Regions from separate parts of the Anas platyrhynchos genome. Here region 2 is linked to region 1. The links are chromatin contacts, called in public Hi-C maps. All regions are on one chromosome and are shown on one strand. Each heading gives the region's core, a stretch centred on a gene start, on an enhancer-like site or on the middle of the called end of the contact. The rest is flanking DNA. Distances are from core to core; before and after follow the strand shown.

Region 1 (2,932 bases), core at 167-2,666:
TCAGAAACGTTGATGTAAATGAGCACTGTATGACTAACCTTGCTACCTACACGGTGCAGTTAACTCAAACTTCAGCAGGAAGCAGGAGCTCTGGTAAGGAGCACCAACAAAACAAAACAAATCAAATCAAGGTCCTCTGAACAGTTTGCTTTGTCTTGCCCTGGTCTCCTGGCTCTACCACAAGAGTTGCATGTAAGCAAAACAAGGATGCTATCTCTGCTTAGTCAACATAGAAAAACATTCACTTTGCTTTTTTTGTACCACAAACCAGCCCAGAGCTCTCTCCACAGGAGGAGGGCAGCTCAAAGCAACAACAACAAAATTCAGCATTTCCAGGGCTCTGGGACTGCTCACATGACTGGGGCACACAACTTTATGCAAGGTAGGACGATAAAAATCAAGCCCTAAAAGCAACAACCAGGAAAACAGATCAAAATAGCTCAGCAACCAGACCTATAAATATCATATCAACACTAACAAGTTTTAACATGAATGAGAAGCATGAGGTGAAGGTAAACTTTTAATACAGGTCAGCGGCTACGACCTAAACGCAGAGGTTAGCCAATGTGCAATACAGCAAACAGCCATCAAGCACCTGAAGACACAACAAGAACGTAGGAAATCGTTCCTTAACCTATACAGAATAGCAACCTAAAGAGCCAGAATTCCAGAAGTGCTTTGAAATTCCAAGTTATTTTCTACTGGAAAATGAGGAAGAACTGAACTACAGTAAACAACAACAGAGGAATGAGGACGCAGAGGCCATCCATATGTTAACCAACAGCTGTGAGCAGACAGAAAAAAAAAAGAACACTCTTAAAAAAGCAACCAGGAATTGTTCTAAGGGGGGAGGTGAAGAAGCAAACCCCCAGAGGAGTGCCGAGGGGGGCATTTACTGCACTTCACAGCACCAAAGCGCTGCCTTCTCCTCATTTCGCTGCTGGGCAATCAGACCCCTCAGCTCTGAGCACAGCCGCTGCTTCCCCCCACACACCCCTTTACCAGCCCCTAAACCCACGCCGGGAGCACACAAACGCCGCTTTTATAACCCCAAAATGCCACTTTTCCAACCCCAAAATGCCACTTTTAGAACCGCGCCGCCTCCCCCCGGCCCAGCCCGGCCGCCTTGCGGGGCGCTCTCCTGAGGGCTGCGGGGCCGTGCCCGGGCCGCCGGGGCCCCGCTGCCCGAGGAGCGGCCGCGGACCCCCCCCCGTTGTGCTCCCCCCCCACACACCCCCCTTGGTCCCGGCGCACTCACGCCTGGCGGCGGGCGATGAGGCGGTGCATGGGAGTCGCCATGGCGGCGGGCGGGGCCGCGCTGCATGCCGGGACGCGAGGCGGGCCTGAGGCGAAGGCAGAGCCGCCCTCAGCGCGGGGCTAAATGGCAGAAAAGGGGGGATTTAGCCCATTATCGCCTCGTAACGCACAGCATCAGCATCAAATATAGTCACGTATAAGCCCCTTCTCAGGGGCTGGCGCTGACAAGTTGTCCCCGTGCCCGCGCTGCCCCTCTGTTCTCCATCCATACCTAACAGTGAGGGAATGAACACCTCAGGCACCTCCAGGAACCACCAGGCGAAGCCTTGCCCCCACCCCACTGAGCCCTGTGCCAGCAGCAGCTGGTATTTTGGGCTCCTGCATCACCTCCTTACGGCTCATGGCACGGGAGGAGAGGTCAAGGGACAGAAGACGAAGCTGTGGTGGCAGTGCTCTGAGGGCACGCTCCTGGCACGCAGCCCCCTGTGCCTCGCTGCCAGCTGGCACAGGCAGCACAGCCCCCATCCTGAATTCAGGGCAGCCAGGAGTGGGGCTTCCTAACGTTTGCTTTATCAAAACTCGTTGTAACCTCAAGGGATCGGTATTAAAACACTAACGTCGATCTCGCTACAAAAATCCTCAAGGAAACATACTCCTTAATGTGGGTCCATAGCAGTGTAGTAACAGCTATGTGGCTTCTTGGTAGTGCACAGTATTCATTTATTATATAAAACAACAAAATATATTGTATTTCCTTAAATTCCTAGCATCCAGCAGTGCCAGTTGGATCAGGGCCTTACTGTGTTAGGAAACGTAGAAGTGGAAGAAAAGACAGACCTTGGCCAGAGAGGCTTACACTTCCCTCAAGACAAGGTACAAGGTGGAAACACAGATGCGAAAGAATAGAACATACGGCACGCATAATGCAGCAATACAAATCTGATCCTTTCAGGTGATGATCACCCCACGTCCTGAGGTGTTCTGCCTCTAATGTACCTTGTGCTGGTTGGACTTGATGATCCCAAAGGTCTTTTCCAGCCTGAATGATTTTATGATTCTAGTATCACAGCCTGGAAATACGAGAGCCAGAACTTCCTGCTGTGTCACACATGAAACATGTCAGAGCAGGTCACATCTGCTGGGGACAATGGCACCCATTAACTGTCACATGGGGAAGGTACGATACTGAGGAATTCTTAGACATAAGCAGCTCCAACTCATCAGGATTAATTACTGTGTGGCGAATTGAATCACGGTAGCTCCTGTCTCCAAACTCTGAAATTTTAATGTCTAAGGCTAGTGGCTGTTCCTGTATGCAGCTTGTTTTCCTCTCCATCTGGCATTTCTTGTGGTATCTGATAATTGTCCTGTTTTGGCTGATGCTCTGTGGTAATCTGTGAATAATTACATCTGGCACCATAGCTACGTTGTGCTGTGTGATGCCTGGTATGTTATAAACGCACCAGAGTCTGGCCTCAATATCTGAATCTTGATGGCTGGCATCTGACTTGAATGGAGAAAGTCAGACAGAAGCATTTCCTGCTTTAGGATTGATCTATTTATAATAATCCATGCTTAAAATAAATCCCTGATCCCTTTTTACCTCAGAATCACTTCAAGTCTTGGAGTGAATTACACACTGATAGCAGTGTCTGTACTCTGCCCAACCACATTT
Region 2 (2,878 bases), core at 335-2,834, 160 kb before region 1:
ACTGGTTAATTGGTTTTGCCCCAGCACTGCTGAAAACCCAAATTAGGCTTCCATTTTCATTGGCATTACAGTTTGGAGAAATGCAATTTTAACCAGCTGAAACTGGGTGTGTTAGCACGAGAGTTTATTAGGCATTTGCAAACCTTTAAAAACTTTACAGGCTGCTGTTGCTCATAGCACACTTATGGAAAGCAGTAATTTGTTTCCTTGCTAACGTCTCCTTTCCTTAACGCAGCGTATTTGCATGCATAACACACACACAAACCACGGTTGTACCCTTTCCAGCTGTAGGAAGCAGCAGATTATCTGCCGGGCCACGCAGATGTGCTTAACTAGTCATCTTAGTCTAAACCAGCAAATTTTAGAGGAGAAAATGCAGCACTTATATGCACAAGCCTGGTATGCATACCTAGTTACTGCAGGACCACGGCAGCTGCTTGGTTACTGAAACTGTACAGTGAAGAGTCGCTGAGAATTCTGATAATGAAACAAAGCGTTTATCTTTGTAAACAGAAGATGGAGAATGAAAACACAACAGCTCACTGACCTCAGCAGGCATTGCTCATCACTGATCTCCCCCTGTTTACAGTCAGCAGCTACAACCACTGCGGGTGCTCGGGATGATGAGCACCTTCTGGGTATTTTAAGTGAGGTCAGGACACAAACAGACAGCTACAGCCCTCGCCAGGGAGGCTCCCAGTAGGACCAGCAGCATCGCTAAAAGTGCAGGCAGCACGAAATGGGGTGCACAGACTTGAAACAAGGCACTCACCATTGTATCCTTCCAGGACGGAGTCAATAATCGGCCTTGCAGTTAGGTTGTAGACATCCAGCTGCTTGCTCTCTGGCCCAAACACCGTGTCAAACGTGAAGGTCTTGGGCGGCTCGTTGGACGAGTCTGTTTTGTGAACCGTTATCGTCCCCCTCATCTCGTCCACGCTGACTGCCATCTTGTAGCCCGTCGCCTTCTCTCGCTCGTTGAGGGGCCGGCAGCGGACAACCACCTTGACATTGTCGCAGCTCTCCGGCCTGTCCAGCTTCTCGGCCTTGTTGATCTGCGGTGGAAACCACACAGAGACAGCCCCGGGCTGCGGCGTTACCTCGGACACCGCTGCGGCGTTACCCCTGACCCGGGGGGGGGGTTTATAACGAGGGCAGGGCGCACCCCGCACGCTTCAGCACCTCCCAGCCTGCGGGCACCGCGCAGCCCTCAGGAACTTCACCGCCACCAGGCCGCGGCCCCGGGCCCTGCCTGACGGGAGCGGCCCCGCGCCGTGAGGGGCCCCCCTCAGCCCCGCGGCCTGGCCCTGCCCCGGGCCCCACCACCACCCTCAGCCTCCCGGTGATGGAACCGGCCCCAAGCGGGCCACCCCCGCCCCATCCCCGCACCCCATCCCCGCTCGCAGCCCCCCGGCCCCGCTCACCGGCATGGCGGCGGCGGCCGGTGAGGGAGCGGCGCGGGGCCGCAGCGCGGAACAATAACAGCACCGCGCCTGCGCCCGCCCCCCGCCCGCCCGGCCGGCGGCCAATCCCCGCGCGCTGCGGAGCCCTCGCAGCCAATGGCTGCCGAGGTAAGGCGGGGAGAGTCCCGCCCCTCCCCGCCCCGCAGCCAATCGGAAGGGCGGGCGGGCGCGTTGCCATGGCAACCGCGGGGCCTAGGCCGGGGCGAGGCGCGGCCTACTCCCGGCTCCGCCTCAGGGCCCGGTGGGGCCGGGCCGGGGCCGCGCGCAGCCGCCGAGCCCGGGGGCGGTGCGGGGCGGAGCGGCCCCGCCCGGTGCCCGGGGCCCGGCCGAGCCCCGCGGAGCCCCGCGGAGCTGCTGGGGCGGCGGCGGGGCCCCGCGGGCGGCCCGATGCCCCGCCGCGCACGGAGCCCCCCCCCCCCCCGCGGCGCGGCCCAGCCGGGCGGGTAAGGAGGGCGGCGGGGGCCGCGCTGCCTCAGCGGGGGGTGGGGGCGCTGGGAGGACGGGGCGGGCTCCGGGGCGTCCCTGACAGAGCGGGGAGCTCCACGGAACTCCAGGGATAACGAGAAATTAGCGGAGAAATTATCGGAGCAATATCAGCCCGAGGGTCCCCCAAGCGCTGCTGTGGAAGCCCTCCTCCGCCGCTCTGCTGGCAGAGAGCAGCAGAAATCGCAGACCTACTAACGTCTTTTTTTGTTGTTTCCCCCTTTTTTTTTACACTGTTTAAAACTGGGATATGAGGTAGGCATTAAAGCGCTGTTTCAGGCTGAGACAACCTCACTGTTTATCTTTTAAATAGTAGTTTTCTTCACATTTATTACATACAGAGTCTGGAGAGTGGTGTGCCCAAAGCTGCTGTGTGTCTTCAGCTGTAACAGAGAAAGATTAGATTGCTTTTAAACTGTTAATTAAGAAATAAAAAAAAAAATCTGAAGAACAATCATCTCGGATGCTTTTTTTGGAAACAATAGGCCTCTGTTTGCCAGAAATTCGGGATCTGCAGCTAACAGGTTGCAACTTAACTCTGCAAAGGGAGAGCTGTACGGGGCAGTGAGCGCAGCGATACGTACTGCTCGTTCCGGGGTGGCTCAAGGGAGCTTTTACAGAGCACAAGAGTCAGAAAGCGAGCCTGCAGTGTTTAGCTGTCTGACACGTTTTCTTCCATCATCAGCTTCCCCCTGGGAAAATGCGTGCCAGAACTGTTCTTTGCTTATCAGCAAACAAAGAAGTTGTACGGCTGCTCCTGTCTCGTTCTCAGCACTGGACGAGCATCTTGAGAGGAAATCACCTATCACAAGGAGCTGGGATATCGCTTCATAATCCTTCTCTTGGTTTTGACAGCGGCTCCCGCCTGGGAAACTGGCTCAAAGAGTTGCTATGAAGTGCCCTGGACCTCCAGAGAGCTCAAGACTTGCCTG

What was found. Hi-C and Micro-C count contacts between places; a contact is called where the count stands out from the background.
Region 2: a Hi-C map of liver shows a contact between it and region 1, with 5 times the contacts expected there. The contact joins the promoter of KIF3A here to the promoter of ZCCHC10 in region 1. A contact is called at or near these places in 2 of 8 Hi-C or Micro-C datasets (liver and skeletal muscle).

The regions. Positions count from the first base shown.
Region 1 is chr14:1,474,986-1,477,917 of IASCAAS_PekinDuck_T2T, reverse strand. ZCCHC10 (zinc finger CCHC-type containing 10) reads right to left here and starts at 1,416. Exons shown (of 4, transcript XM_027468140.2): 1 at 1,259-1,416. The coding sequence starts at 1,299.
Region 2 is chr14:1,637,053-1,639,930 of IASCAAS_PekinDuck_T2T, reverse strand. KIF3A (kinesin family member 3A) reads right to left here and starts at 1,584. Exons shown (of 19, transcript XM_027468437.3): 1 at 1,425-1,584; 2 at 773-1,055. The coding sequence starts at 1,430.